Regions from separate parts of the Oryctolagus cuniculus genome. Here region 1 is linked to region 2. The links are chromatin contacts, called in public Hi-C maps. All regions are on one chromosome and are shown on one strand. Each heading gives the region's core, a stretch centred on a gene start, on an enhancer-like site or on the middle of the called end of the contact. The rest is flanking DNA. Distances are from core to core; before and after follow the strand shown. Region 1 holds the start of C13H1orf115 (chromosome 13 C1orf115 homolog). Region 2 overlaps LOC103350966 (a long non-coding RNA gene).

The links. A called contact is a pair of places that touch in the nucleus more often than the background predicts.
Region 1: a Hi-C map of skin fibroblasts shows a contact between it and region 2, with 1.6 times the contacts expected there. The contact joins the promoter of C13H1orf115 here to the enhancer-like site in region 2. A contact is called at or near these places in 2 of 6 Hi-C or Micro-C datasets (liver and skin fibroblasts).

Annotation. Positions count from the first base shown.
Region 1 is chr13:35,070,843-35,078,561 of mOryCun1.1, forward strand. C13H1orf115 (chromosome 13 C1orf115 homolog) reads left to right here and starts at 3,454. Exons shown (of 2, transcript XM_002717500.5): 1 at 3,454-3,843. The coding sequence starts at 3,544.
Region 2 is chr13:34,675,201-34,682,918 of mOryCun1.1, forward strand. All of the region lies in intron 1 of LOC103350966 (a long non-coding RNA gene), which reads left to right. Among named protein-coding and RNA genes, the nearest start is that of RAB3GAP2, 28 kb to the left of the region's middle. Within about 2 kb of position 2,506, at least 1 of the 8 cell types and tissues checked has an H3K27ac peak or open chromatin away from gene starts, as enhancers often do.

The sequences.
Region 1 (7,719 bases), core at 2,204-4,703, 400 kb after region 2:
GTAGGGAGCTGGCATTCCATATGGGCGCCAGTTCTTGTCCTAGCTGATCCAACTCTCTGCAATGCACTTGGAAAGCGGTGGAAAATGGCCCAAATGCTTGGACCCCTGCACCGTGTTGGAAATCTGGAAGAAGCTCCTGGCTCTTGGCTTCAGATCAGCTCAGCTCTGGCCATTGAGACCATTTGGTGAGTGAACCAGCAGATGGAAGACCTTTCTTGGCCTCTCCCTCTCTCTATCTGTAGCTCTACATCTCAATAAATAAATGAATAATAAAAAGAAAAGGTGTACCATTATCCCTTTTTAGGCTGCTCAAAAACTGAGGCTTAGCTAGGATTCTAAGCTCCGCTCTCCTCTCCTTTTAATTGGTAGCCTTTGGAAAATTAAACCTGTTATCCTGTCTATTTCAGGGTTTATAATCAGATCTTACCAGCGTCAGAGATATATTTCTTTTCGAATATAAATCATTCCTGTAGCAATAAATAGTTTAAGCAGTTTTAACTCATGCAACTTCAACTCCATACTGATTCTCTCATTGTGTTTGTTGCAAAATAAACAAAAAAGGAAGGAAGGAAGAAGAAAGATGAGCACAATCTTTATATGTATACAAGTAGAAACTTTGTTCTCAGTTAAATGCTTTTAACTGTTTCTGTGCTAGATTTTCCAAATAAACAACTATATTTAAGCCCTGAGTTGTCTAAACATGTTTTCACTTAGTAACTGATGGCATATGTTCATGAATCCCAGATCTAATGTCCTAGCTCCTTTCGAAGGCAGGTGCCTAATTCTTACCAGTGAAGAAAGATTCCTATGGTCAGTGGATGTTGTGGATCAGCACTCAGCATCTTCCCACTCTCCTTCTTCAGTGCTCAGAAGCCAGGACAGGGGGCAGGGAAGGAGGGAGGTGGAAAGCAATATGTTCGGGATCCCTAGGGGACTACAGGAACTTGAGCCAGTTAGCATCAGCTAATCAGGCCAGCCCCTGGGAGCTTGGGAAGGCAGAGTGGAATGAAAGCTGTGTTTCTGCTATTTATGCTGTTTTTGCCTGGACACACAGCTCTGCAGGGATTGGATTTTGCTGTGCCAGAATGCCAGGGTCTCGTCCCCATTCATAGACATCAAGAGACAGAATAGTGGTGACTCAATTTCACCAGTGCAGACCCGATCTGCTATAAGAACTGAATTGTGCACTCCTCCCCCTCCCCATTCCTTTGTTGAAGGCCTAACCCCCAGAATGTGACTGTGTTTGGAGACAGGGCCTTGAGAGAGACAATTAAGGTTAAATGAGGTCATAAGGCGGGATTCTGACTGAATCAGACTGGTGTCCTGATAAGAAGAGACCCCAGGGATGCCCATGCAGAGGAAAGGCCACAGGAGGACACAGAAAGAAGGTATTTACTAGCGAGCTGGGAAAGAGATCTTGGGGCAAGCACAGCTTGGCTCCAGATCAGCGAGACAATGCATTTCTGTCGCACAGGTCCCCATCTATGGCGTTTTGTTACGGCTGCTCCAGCGGACATACGCAAGCCTGGATAGAGCTGGAACAAGCGGTGGGGTTTGGGAGGATTCCTGGAAGGCAGTGAAGGCGGCACATGTCCCCACAGCCAGCAGCTCCAGGGACAGTCTCCTGGGGCCCCGACCACGTGACCTCAGCACAAGCCAGAGCTCTGTGATTGTTCTAGGAGTTGTTCTAGGGGAAGGCCAGGCAAGAGCTAGCTCTTCCAGCCCCTGGAGTGATTTGGACGCTCTGACTTCCTTATGTCCAATCCTGTCCCTACATGGCCATCTAGAAGGGCTCACAGGCTCAGGATAGGAAACTGGTACTCCAAGTCTGTCCGAGCTGTTAGAAGAAGACACCATAAAAGGGTGACTTATGAATGACAGAAGTTCACTCCAGTTTTGGGAGCTGGGATGTCCAAGATAAGGCTCTGGTAGATTCCATTTCTTGCTGTGCCCTCACGTTGTGCATGGATGGAGGTGTCTTGCTCAGTATGCTTCTGTCTCTCTCTTTAAATAGCTTGTCAAAGATCTCTCTGGCTTTTTGTTTAAAAAATTAAAGACATTTTCATTTTATTTGAAAGGCAGAGAGAGAGAGAGAGAGATCTTCTATCCATTGATTGACCAAATGACTGCAACAGGAGTTGGTAACTCAATCCAGGTCAGCAACTCATAAAAATAGTAAATTCATTCTCATATCCCTTTCACCTTGAATTGAGCTGAAGTAAATTATATTTTATGTATAAATTGCAAATATATTTAACATAATTCATATAATACATGACAAAGTCTAAATCAATTGATTGCCCATTTTAAGTTAGAGTCACAAAACTAATTTTATATTCTAATATGCCAAATTGTCATAGACATTTTATGTCTATCAGCCTATTCAAATTACTCTTAAACTTGCCACAAACTTTAATGGTAAAATATTAATAAATTAATAACCTAGATTATTTATACTAATTCTATCTTCCCAGAATCCAAAGACATTTACTCACCCATAAGAAAACAAAGCATTCAAGGCATGCTGAGGGTCACAGTTCGCTGAACAGTCTTATCTTCCTAACATTCCTGGAAATCGCAATTTTCATGATTGCGTCCTATGCTGTTATGTGAATGCATAACGATTTATCTAGCCTCCCTCACTTTCTCACCAAGAGTCAAACTGTGATGAACACTGGGGCCACTCTACTTGGCCTTTCTGAGTATTTCCCTGGGAAAGGCGCCTGGAAGGCTATGAACGCTTTGCAGGACTCTTGATAGGAGTCTTCAGGTCTCCTTTACAAAAGCTTGCCCAGGAGTCGCACCCTCGTGAACAGTGCCTCAGGACCACCTCACCATGCCCTCACCAGCACTGAACATATTTTTTTATTTACTCATTTGGGAATCGGAGTTACAGAGAGAGGAATACACACACACACACACACACACAGAGAGAGAGAGACCTTCCATCCACTGGTTCACTCCCTGGACGGCTGCAAAGACCCAGGCCAAAGCTCGGAGCCAGGAGTTAGGAGCTTCTGGGTCTCCCGCGTCGGTGCAGGTGCCGAAGCACTTCGGCCATCCTCCCGCTGCCTTCCCCAGCGCACTAGAAGGGAGCTGGATCGGAAGTGAAGCAGTTGGGACTCGAACAGTCAACCATGTGGGATACTGGCTTGGCAAGTGGTAGCTCAACCTGTTGTGCCACAATGACCACCCCTGAATGTAATCTGTATTAGTCATCATCTTGTCTGTCAGTTTGATCGTTGGCAAATGGAGTTCCGTTGTTAGCTGGGGGTCACTGATGAGTTGCAGGTGTGGTTGCAAGAGTTTGTGTGTTCCTAACTCATGTCGCTTTCCACCAGTGGACGAGATGCTCTGTTGGCCAACAGCTGGGATGCGGCCGGCTGGGCCCCCGAGTGCACCTGCCGCAGTCCCGGACCCCACGGCCAGAGGGCGCTGCGACCCCTAAGCGCCCAACCCCGTTGGGGCTGGGGCGGAGGAGCGGGCAGGGAGCAAAGGTTGGCGTCTTCGTGCTGAGAGTTTCGCCAGAGAAGTGTCGGAATCATGACGGTGGGAGCCAGGCTCCGAAACAAGGCGGCGCGCACCTTCCCGCGCCGCGGGCCCCGAGGGCGACGGCAGACGGACGGGGACGAGGAGGCGGATGCCATCCTGGAGCACCTGGAGTGCGGGGACGAGGCGGCCGAGAGCGGCGCGAGCGAGGAGAGTGAGCCGCGCCCGGGGGCCCGGAGCGCGCGTAGGGTGCACCTTGCTGGCCTGCCAGAGCGCTATGAACCGCTAGAGGAGGCGACGCAGGGCGACAAGCCCAAGAAGAGGTACCGGCAAAAGCTGAAGAAGTATGGCAAGGTAGGGCAGTGCGCCTGCACCCCCGCGGGGTCTTGGCTCATCTCGGGTTGGGGACTCCCGAGGAACCGGCTGGGTGTCGGGAGATGGTCCCCACCGTCGGCCCCAGAAGAGCCGCCCTGCGCTGCACCTGCGTGCCGCCCCAGTCCCATTTCTGCTCCCAGCCACGGGCAAGTCCGGGTGGACACTGGCACGGGCTCGGGTCAGTAGCGTTCTCAAGGGGGGATCTTGCCGCTCTAGTTCGCTGATCAACCAGGCAGGACAGGAATGGTGTCCCCGGACAGATGGGAACGCTGGCGCTTCATCGCAGCTAGGTGACTTGGAGGTGACCCAGTTGGAAAGTGAGGAGTGGCAGCCTAGTTTATGTTCTCTGCCAACATCCCCTTCAGGATAACCCACTAGCTCAGAAATGTTTGGACTGTCTTTCCCAGTGCTCTCAGGGTTATTTCTGGGGCCTGGGAGCTCAATAAATGCATAAATAACCTGTTGAACCTACTTTTCTCTTCTAGCCAGCGACAAGGGGTGGGGGCCGAGAGAGACCCAGAGACCCTTGACCTGGATGAATCACAGAGGTCTTTGTGTCCTGGCCCAAGGCCCTGGGCGCCACCTGATTATTGTCTGTTATTTGTGCTCCTCGGTGTCCTCCTATTCAACCTGAAGCCATTCGCTCTCCACACCTGGAGCTTAGGTTCATCAGGCTCTTTAAAGTGTGATCGCAGCTTTCAGAGTGGCTCCCAAGTCAGCAGAGGTGAAATGCCCTAACAAAAACCATAGAGTTGGGACTTCAAGGCTTAAGGCAATGCTAGGACTAATCCTGTCACTTCCCGGTCCCAACTGAGCCTAAAGAAGCCATCATTGGCCTCTCAGCTGGTGCATTGATAATGCAGAAACTCAGCTCAGGGACCGCACTCGAAGATAGCTTGGGGCCCTCACTATGTGCTAGGCATTGTGCCAAGCGGTAGAGACATGAATAAGAATAAGCAGCAGCCCTGCCCTGCAGGAGTCTGGGGCTTCCTGGGGAGACACTGGCATAGCTGGGGCACCACCGTGGGGCCCATGACCCAGGGCTGAGGCAGGTAACTCCTCAAGAGTGAGACTGAAATCAGGGAAGGTTTCAAATTACAGTCATGGGAAACCTGAAGGATTACTTAAGATTTCACCAGATAAACATGAGATTCCCCTTTACACTCATTACTATGGCTGCAACATGTATAGAAATAATAGAAAAAACTGGCCGGTGCCGCAGCTCACTAGGCTAATCCTCCACCTAGCGGCGCCGGGTTCTAGTCTCGGCGGGGCACTGGATTCTGTCCCAGTTGCCCCTCTTCCAGGCCAGCTCTCTGCTGTGGCCCGGGAAGGCAGTGGAGGATGGCCCAAGTGCTTGGGCCCTGCACCCCATGGGAGACCAGGAGAAGCACCTGGCTCCTGCCTTCGGATCAGCTCAGTGTGCCGGCCGCAGCGTGCCAGCCGTGGCAGCCATTGGAGGGTGAACCAACTGCAAAGGAAGACCTTTCTCTATGTCTCTCTCTCTCACTATCCACTCTGCCTGTCAAAAAAGAAAAGAAAAGAAAAAAAAAATAGAAAAAACTAGTGTTGGTGAGAATATGGAGAAACTCACCTAGCTGGTGAGAATATAAAATGGATTAGCTACTGTGGAAAACAATTTGGTGTTTCCTCAAAAAGTTAAATACAGAAGTTGCCTATGGTCCAGCAATTCTATCCTAGGTATATAACCAAAGAGACTGAAAACCAGTGCTTAGCCTCAGCTGAAAATAGTACTCAACAGTACTCAAGTGTATACACCCATATTCATAGAAGCCTTATTTACAACAGCGAGAGGTGAAAGCAACCCGAATGTTCATCAATGGATCAATGAATAAGCAAAATGTCATATATCTATACAATGGAATATTATTCAGCCATCAAAATATATTAAGTGCTCACACGTGCTACCACATGGGTGATCCTTGAGAACATTATGCTAAGTGAAATAAGGCAGACCCACAAGGTCATATGCTGCATGTGTGGCTCTGTGTATAGAAAGAACCCAGAGCCGGTAAACCCAGAGATATGGAATGCAGATTGGTGGTTGCCAGAGACTGGAGGCAGGAGGAGTAGAGAGCATCTGCTTAACAGAGGTATTTGTTTTCCTTTTGGAATGAGGAAAATGGTTTAGAACCGATAAAAGCGGTGGTTTCACAACACTGCTGGTGCCACTGAAGGGGAAAATTTAAGTGGCTACTTTTATGTAAATTTTGCCTCAAGTGAAAGATAAAATAAATTGGCAGGTAGAGAAGGAGTGGAGGAACAGTGCCAGCAGAGGTGTGGATGTAGGAGAGCTCCGGAGTGACACGCACTAGCTCAGGAGGCTTCGGAGGCCAGGGGACAGGACCTCGTCACCTCAGGGCTGGACGTGGCCTTTCTGCCCTTCAGAGGGGCAACTTCAGCTTGCACTTCTGCAGAGCCAGCCCAGAGGGGAACCAGGCTCCCATGTAGAGGAAGAAAGCAGGTGGCCCCACTTTGCTGAAAAGCCATGAGAACAGCCAAGGTTCAACTAGAAAGGTGGGGAGGTGGTTTTACCTGCTTTAGTTACCAGCTCAAGTTTTATGTTTCGTGGGCTCCCAGTGGAGAAGGCAGTGCTATGCAAGCAGCCGTACATTATTAACAAACACACTTGCTTCAAGAAAGGAAAATTAAAATTCCTCTTCATCACCCAAATCCATCACCCAAGCACCCACCTGCTTCCATTCAAAGAAAGGTGTTTGACTTCGCAAAATAGGGGAAGGTGGACTCACACCCCCTGCTGCCTTCATAGCCCCAACCAAGGGTCAAGCCCAAAACTGGGCTGTTCCAGCCATCTCAAAGCCTGTGTGTCTGGGATTCTTGCCAGTCAACATTCTCCCTGATTTGTAAGTAGTGATAATGGCATTCATGTGTTGGGTTTATTGTTAAAGTTACCTCTGCTAAGTGCAAGGGAGGAGTCTTCAAAAAGGTCATGGAGAATGCATGCTAGGAAGATTCTATACATGGAGTTCAAATTTTTTTGCACCAAAATAAACTTTTAAGATGAGCTTTTCATGGACTTTTTGAAATCCTTGCATGTTTGCCCTGCTACTCCAGAATGCAGGCACCCTGAGTCCTTTCAATAACCTTGGAAAGCTGTGGTCACCCCCATGTTATAGTGGACACTTAAGAAAATGAAGACTGCGCGGCTGGCAGGCAGAAAAGCCAGGAGTCTGAGCTGGCCCCGTCCCAGGCAGAAGCCTGTGCATTGGAAGAGGTAGAGCACTCCCCAAAACTTAGCTTAAATTGAGGTCACTTTTCCCAATCACACTTGCGAGCCACAGGGAAAAGTTCAGATAAGGAAAGTAATTAAATTTTGTTCACTGGGCAGTGAGGAGCAGGGTGGAGGGGGGAATTCAGGGGATGGAAAATCAGTGGGTGAAATAACCTTTAATGTAAGCAGTAGAGAAGTGTCCCCTGGTGGCAAGAAGCGGGTAAGCGCATGGTGGTGCAGCCCTGCCCAGCCATCTGCTTGCTCCAAGACCTGGGGATCTGCCTGCATTTCTCTGCCTCAGTTTCCCCATTTATAGTGTAAGATAATTTTAGGATTGTAAGGAGTAAATGAATCAATTCAAGAGGAGATCTTAGAGTATACCTGGCATGGCACCTGGTAGCGGTTATGTTACTGCCATTACCCGTGGGGTAGAGCACAGGCCCAGTCTGCCTCTTTTCTTTTTCTTTTTTTTTTTTTTTTTAGAATTATTTATTTACTTGAAAGTAGGAGTTACACAGAGAGAGAAGGAGAGGCAGAGAGAGAGAGAGAGAGAGAGAGGTCTTCCATCCACAGGTTCACTCCCCAGATGGCGGCAATGGCCA
Region 2 (7,718 bases), core at 1,256-3,755:
AACTAGTCGAGGAAGCAAGGAGGGTGAACTAAGAAGGGAGCAAATACTTCCTGGACCCCTGGAGAAGACTGAGTTAGATAACATGTGGGAGTGGTTGAGGGAAGGGAGGAAGGGAGTTAGTTTAGGGGAAGAGCTTACAGACAAGAGGTAGGGATGCAAGATGAACATGACAGAAGGTGGGCACTACATGAGGCTGTGTAGATGGCATCAACACAGAAGGACCGTTGCTCAGAGGAGTTAAAGACTGAAACCAAGGTCATGTCCGTTGAAGCTCCTGGTAAACTCAAGTGAGACTAATTGTTCCCTGCTTTCCTCAGGCTTCCCTTGTTGATAAGGTGCCAGTAGACTGCTAAGACCCCCATAACTGTCTGAAGCCATCTTTCCTGGGCCTGAGCTTGTCTTCATGAAGCACTGATCCAAACACAGATGCATTTGAGTTGTTCTGGATAGCAAGAAAGTGATCCAGTAGAGTTCAGAATTGCCAGGTAGGTGGAAACAGTCAACTAGACTCTAATGGATGCCTTTATTTTTTTTTTTTATTTTTTTTTTTTTTTTGCAGTCCTCGCTTATCTTCAGGGAGGACATTAAGGATCTGCAGCGGATGCCTGGATCTGTGCATAGCACCAAATCCTATATCTACTGGTTTTTTTTTTTTTATCTTTTATTTAATGAATATAAATTTCCAAAGTACGACTCATGTGTTACAATGGCTTCCCCCCCATACCGTCCCTCCCACCCACAACCCTCCCCTTTCCCACTCCCTCTCCCCTTTCATTCACATCAAGATTCATTTTCGATTATCTTAATATACAGAAGATCAGCTTAGTATACCTTAAGTAAGTATTTCAACAGTTTGCTCCCACACAGAAACATAAAGTGAAAAATAATAGATGATTTTTTTTAAATGATGAGAAATCAGATCAGACCTATTGTCATGTTTAATCCCAGTGAGAGTCAAGTTGGGAATTGATAATTTCTTTTTTTTTTTTTTTTTTTTTTTTACAGAAGATCAGTTTAGTGTACATTAAGTAAAGATTTCAATTGTTTGCACCCCCATAGAAACACAAAGTGAAATATACTGTTTGAGTACTCGTTATAGCATTAAGCCTCAATGTACAGCACATTAAGGATAGAGATCCTACATGAGGAGTAAGTGCACAGTGACTCCTGTTGTTGACTTTACAAATTGACACTCCTGTTTATGGCATCAGTAATCTCCCCATGCACCAGTTATGAGTTTCCAAGGCTATGGAAGCCCCTTGAGTTCTCTGACTCTTATCTTGTTTAGACACGGTCATAGTCAAAGTGGAGGTTCTCTCCTCCCTTCAGAGAAAGGCACCTCCCTCTTTGAAGACCTGTTCTTTTAATGGATGCCTTTAAAACACAATGTTAAGATCACTCCGTCTTGGGCCAGCACCTTGGCACAGTAGGTTAATCCTCCGCCTGTGGCGCCAGCACCCCATATGGGTGCCGGGTTCTGGTCCTGGTTGCTCCTCTTCCAGTCCAGCTCGCTCTCTGCTGTGGCCCGAGAGGGCAGTGGAGGATGGCCAAAGTGCTTGGGCCCCTGTACCCGCATGGGAGACCAGGAGGAAGCACTTGGCTCCTGGCTTCAGATTGGCACAGTGCCGGCCGTGGAGGCCATTTGGGGAGTGAACCAACAGAACAAAGACCTTTGTCTCTGTCTCATTCTCTCACTGTCTATAACTCTACCTGTCAAAAAAAAAAAATCACTCCGTCTTACAGTTAGCAAAGCTGGGACATGAATTTGCTTAGTATTGAATTTGTTTGCCTCATGGTAAGAACTCCATAAGTGGCTGCTATTTTTATTGATATTGTTATAATTGTCCTTACTGATAGGTATTGACTATTCATCTGTTCCCTCCACCCCTAAGATTTTGCCTCTATGATTATTTTGGAGATTATGAATGTCATTAAAATAGGCTTTGTCATCTTTTAAATTCCACTTGATAGGCTTCTTTTCCCATTCTGCTACCTATGTGAGTGTATACTCAAGTTTCCTTCAGCCAATCACCAGGCAACATTCACAGCAACTTTGCCCACATAATCCATACCTAACATACCAAAATCTCTGACTCAGTAAAACACAAACCACATGCTACTGCATTGTGCCAAGGAAAAGCCATCTTCCTTTCATTCCTGATCTTCAGTTGTGGAATGTTTTATGTATGTTTAATATGGTGTGTACCTTCCCTCAAATTCACTGAATTTTGGTAGGGGTAATCTGACCCCTGGGTGAGTCTAATGTCTGCCTAGCATTAGCTGTTGGCCTGTGAAACTGCCTCACCTGAAGTTGTACTTGCTGCCCATAGCAGCAGCTGACAGTAATAGCAAGATGTGCATTAGAAGGACTCACATCCTGGAATGATGTAATGTTTCTGAACATGTGGTGCTTGGATCACATGAGGTCTAACATCATCTGGAGCAGGGAGCTTCCGGGAATGCTGCCACCAGCAACTTTGCCGGGTACAGCTCTTTTAGGAGACAGAAAAAAAAAAAGCAAAGCAGAGCATAACATAAGCAATGTGCCAGTTTCAAAAATTTGAGTAGTCAGTAGTTGTAATACATACTCCAGACTCCAAACCCACACTCCTTAGCACCCAAATTCATAATGCCAGTAACGCAAAAAGACCTTGGGAGGCTTTATCTGGCTCAAACTTCAGCTCCAAGGAAGATTATATTTAAAACTTCAGTGCACATGAAACCCTCCAGGAGAATGATGGTGGATAACCTGCTTTGGCACTGGGATTTGAGCAGTGGACTAGCTCCGAATTCTCGGCAGCACTAGCCAGATGTGTGAGGGGGAGCCAGGGGGGTGGTAGTCACTGGGGAATGTGTAGGTAGATCCCTTCCGTGCATTCTATTGGGTAGAGAGAATCTTGGGGAAGAACATAGGGGTCAGTAGTGAAGCTTCTATAAGCCCCCAGATGGACTAAATAGAATATTTTAAAATATCCTGCTTTGATTAATCATGGTGATATTTTTAATTGCAAAATTTCAAGTCTATCAAAAATTACTATAATAAAGAAGCATATGTGTGTGTGTGTATATATATATCTCCTTCGTCTCATCATTTAAAAGTACTTTTCCATATTTGCTTGTGTGTGTGTGTGTGTGTGTGTAAGTCTTTAGGTAATACTTAAACAGATACATGCATACACATATATTTAGGTTATAGTCTATAAACATTAAAAATAAAGCAATTTACCTATAAATTTTCTGAACTATTGTGGTAAATTGTCCAGATTTTTCAAACCTGGTGTCAACTGTCTCTTCTTCTTGATCATCTCATGTTGATGTTGAAGATTTCTTTTTATTTATTTGAGGAGAGAGAGAAAGAGCAAGAAAGCATGCAAATGCATTCTCATCCACTGGTTCATTCCCCATATGTCTACAATCGCTAAGAGGCTGATGCCAGTAGCTGGGAACTCAACCCAGGTCTCCCATGTGGATGGCAGGAATCCAATTACATTAGCCGTCACTGCTGTCTCCCAGTGCCTTAACAGGAAGCTGGAATCAGGAGTCAGAGCTCAAAATTGAACACAGGTTCTCAAATGTGGGATGTGGGCATCTTAAGCAGTTTGCCAACTACTGGCCTGAGAATGACTTCTTTAGAATCAAGAAGTTGGTTGTCGGGCCGGCGCTGTGGCGCAGTGGGTTAACACCCTGGCTTGAAGTGCCAGCATCCCATATGGACGCCAGTTCTACTCCCGGCTGCTCCTCTTCCAATCCAGCTCTCTGCTATGGACTTGGAAAGCAGTAGAAGATGGCCCAAATTCTTGGGCCCCTGCATCCATGTGGGAGACCTGGAAGAAGCTCCTGGCTCCTGGCTTCGGATCGGCGCAGCTCCAGCCATTGCAGCCATCTGGGGAGTGAACCATCAGATGGAAGACTTCTCTCTGCCTCTTCTCTCTCTGTGTAACTCTGACTTTCAAATAAATAAATAAATCTTTAAAAAAAAAAAGTTGGTTGTCGCATTTATTTCTCTACACTTAAAGAAGAACTATGTCTTTTACCTTCTCAATGTAAAAACAAGACATCTAGTACTACCACAAAACACAGTATCTGCCTCCTGATTTTTCACCAAAGAGGAAAGGAAGATATTGAGCATGCAAAATGACTTCTCTAGGGTCCTGGCCAAAATGGACAATGGCCAGGATTAAAATATTTTCAGTTTCCATATTTTTATACCAACCACAGAAGAGCAAAGCTTGTTTTGTGACACTGACTTTTCTGTTGTATCTCCTACTTAGCAAAGGTCATGTAAGGAAATTTGTACCTATTCAACTCTGAGTTCTTCAGTCTCCATGCTGCTTGTTAACTCCTTCTATGTGTGGAGTTTTTAGTGTAACAATATATGGTGTTAAAAAAATCTTTTTGTGGTACCCCCATCTTAAATCTCCAACCCAGCCTTCTCACTTCCCCATATCATGTCCTCCTGTGCCCTATATACCCACAGGTGTACATCACCACTGAAGTTAGCAATTCAAATCAGCAATGGATTATTGAGTATCTACTGAGTTTCAGAGTTAGGTCTTTGAGATCCCTGGCTTGATTTCTGCCCTCATAGAGTTTATCATGTAGCAGGGGAAACAGACATTAAACAAGTAACTTCACTTGTGCTGCTTGTTATATTAGGAGTTCAGCTTTTTATGAAAACTTACTACAAAAGGGAGTTGAACCTAGGTTAAATGAGGGAGAGTATCCCTGGGAAAGAGATATTTAGGCTGAGATCTGAGGAAAGAGTAGGAGTCAATCAGGAAATGAAATTAGGGGATGATAATTAGAGGAGAGATAAGAATATTCTTAACAGAGGAAACAGCTATTCATAACCCTGGGAATAATACACAGTGAGGCACAGTCAAGGAATAAGAGCAATCTGGTAGGTCAATGTTCACAAGGGACAAAATGGTTTACTACTTACTCCTGACCACAGCAGATATATACGCTGGAAGTCAGCTTCTATCCCCCTCTTTTTTTTTTAAAGGCAGAGTTAGAGAGAGAGACAGAGAGAAAGATCTTCCTTTTCCATTGGTTCACCCCCCAAATGGCCACTACGGCCGGTGCGCTGTGCCAATTCAAAGCCAGGAGCCAGGTGCTTCCTCCTGGTCTCCCATGCGGGTGCAGGGCCCAAGCACTTGGGCCATCCTCCACTGTCCTCTCGGGCCACAGCAGAGAGCTGGACTGGAAGAGGAGCAACCGGGACAGAATCCGGTGCCCCAACCGGGACTAGAACCTGGGGTGCTGGCCTTTAGGCATCCCTTTCTCACTGGCTCAAGAACTGTTTCTAAAAAGTGACAGGTCTTTAGTACCAATAGCTTGATAGGGTAGAGATATTTTTTTAAAAAGAATTATTTTTTTTTTTTCAAAGATAGAGTTACAGAGAGAGGTAGAGATAGAGAGAGAGGTCTTCCACTGGTTCTCTCCCCAGATGGCCGCAATGGACAGAGCTGCATTGATCTGAAGCCAGGAGCCAGGAGCTTCCTCCAGGTCTCCCACGTGGGTGCAGGAGCCCAAGGACCTGGGCCATCTTCTGTTATCCCAGGCCATAGCAGAGAGCTGGATCAGAAGAGGAGCAGCTGGGACTAGAACCGGCACCCATATGGGATGCCAGTGCTGCAGGCAGAGGATTAAGCCACTGTGCCACAGCAGATATTGAAGATATTGACATAGAAGATATCGATAGATCAGTACTTCCTGCCTTATAACAGGTGAGGAACTGAGGCCCAAAGAGGGTAACTTGTCAAGGCAACTGGGACTTGAACACGAGTTAGCTGACCCCAGAATTCCTATGTTGGGAGATCATCAAGTGTGAGGTTCTCAATACCCAAGAAAGACAAAACCAGGATCTGTAGGGGTCAGAGAAGCGCAGACTCAGAAGACTCTGTAGCTTTTGGAAAAGGAGCCTAGTGCTACATCTACCCACAGTACATATTAGAATTTGGATAAGCCATCTTTTGTCTTACACATTGTTTTTCATAATATCTCTCTTTTTAAATATTTTACTTATTTGAGAGGTAGAATTATAGACAGATAAAGGGAGAGACAGAGAGAAAGATCTTCCATCCACTGGTTCACTCTCCCAAACAGCTGCAATAGTCAGAGCTGGGCCAATCCAAAGCCAAGACCCAGGAACTTCCTCTGGGTCTCTCACACTGGTGTACTTGAGTCATCTTTCACTGCATTCCCAGGCCATAAGCAGAGAGCTGGATTGGTAGAGGCGCAGCCAGAACACAAACTTAGCCCACTATGCCTCAGCGGTGGCCCCTTTCATAATCTCTTGAAGCTTTCTGATACCAATAATTGTTTCACTTAGCTAAGTATTAAAAATAATAAAACATATTCATCACTGTGTGTATCTACTCTTGCAGAACCTTCTTTTCATTCCTAAATTGAGAACTGTTTTTCTGGAGTCTTTGGGTAGCCATCAAGCCAGTCCAAACCTGTCCTGGATTAATCCAGATACAAAATGATTTTTGACCCATACCTCATCTTACAGTGAGAAGTCAACCTTATACCATTTATGCTGTGCTTACATTACTCACTCACAGTTAAAACCTGTCACTTTTTCCTATTGTGATCACTAAACACTGAGGGAGACATGTAGAATCAATAACACCATAAAAAATTGTTTCTTTTGAAAGGCTGGGTTAAATTCTATTATTTATGCACTGAAGGCATGAAGTTAGAAGAGAAAAAATTCAGTCAGAATTTTGGTTCCAGCTATAATGGAGTAGTAGGTATGGGTTCATCTTTCTATAGCAAACAAGTACAAAACTGGATAAATGTATGAAGCAACTCTCAGTCGTTAAACATCAGACCCCGTAGGCTGAAGCTTTCTGAAGCTTTTTGAGGAAAAAGGAAACACACAAAGCAAACTTCATCTTCTCCCTGACTTCCTGTTTAGGGGTCATTTCCAAAACATGGCAAAGAGAAAAGCAACCAAAGTGGTGAAAACAGAAACTAAGATTCAGAGATGTTGAGAGAGGTGGAATGTAAGGTGTTGGGGGAAGGGGAAGCTACACAGAAAGGAAGACCCAGAAATCTGCAAAGGAGTCCTCTTGAATCACAAGCCAAACACTGAGTTATATGTGCAGATGGGCAGACCCTATGGAGCTGGCTGGAGATTCTGCAGATTCACAGTGCTGGGGAGACATTGGAATTCTAACATAAGACAGCCAGTAAGAGTCCTGATAATAACCTTGGTCATTCAGGTGAGATCATGCAAAGGCCTTTAGGGAAGAGCTAACTCCTACAGTTAAGGCTACTTTTCACTGAGACTTATATGAGGAGTCTTCAAAAAATTAATGGAAAACACACTTTTCTTTTCACTAAAATAAACTGACACTAACTTGTTACAGCATGTCTTAATGGAATGTAGTTGGAGACACTAAGAAGGGTATGATGCCAGTTGGAAAAGAGCCCCTAAAAATGCAACTTGCATGCTGCTCAAATTGAAGCAAGAATATCCAATTGATGGTAAAGCTTGGGTATACAAATGATGAAATCTTTGATAACTTATGGGTTATGGGTACAATGCCTCCACCTTTAAAAAAGAGTGGTTTAGCCGGCGCTGCTGCTCAATAGGCTAATCCTACACCTAGCAGCGCCGGCACACCGGATTCTAGTCCCAGTCGGGGCACCGGATTCTGTCCCGGTTGCCCCTCTTCCAGTCTAGCTCTCTGCTGTGGCCCGGGAAG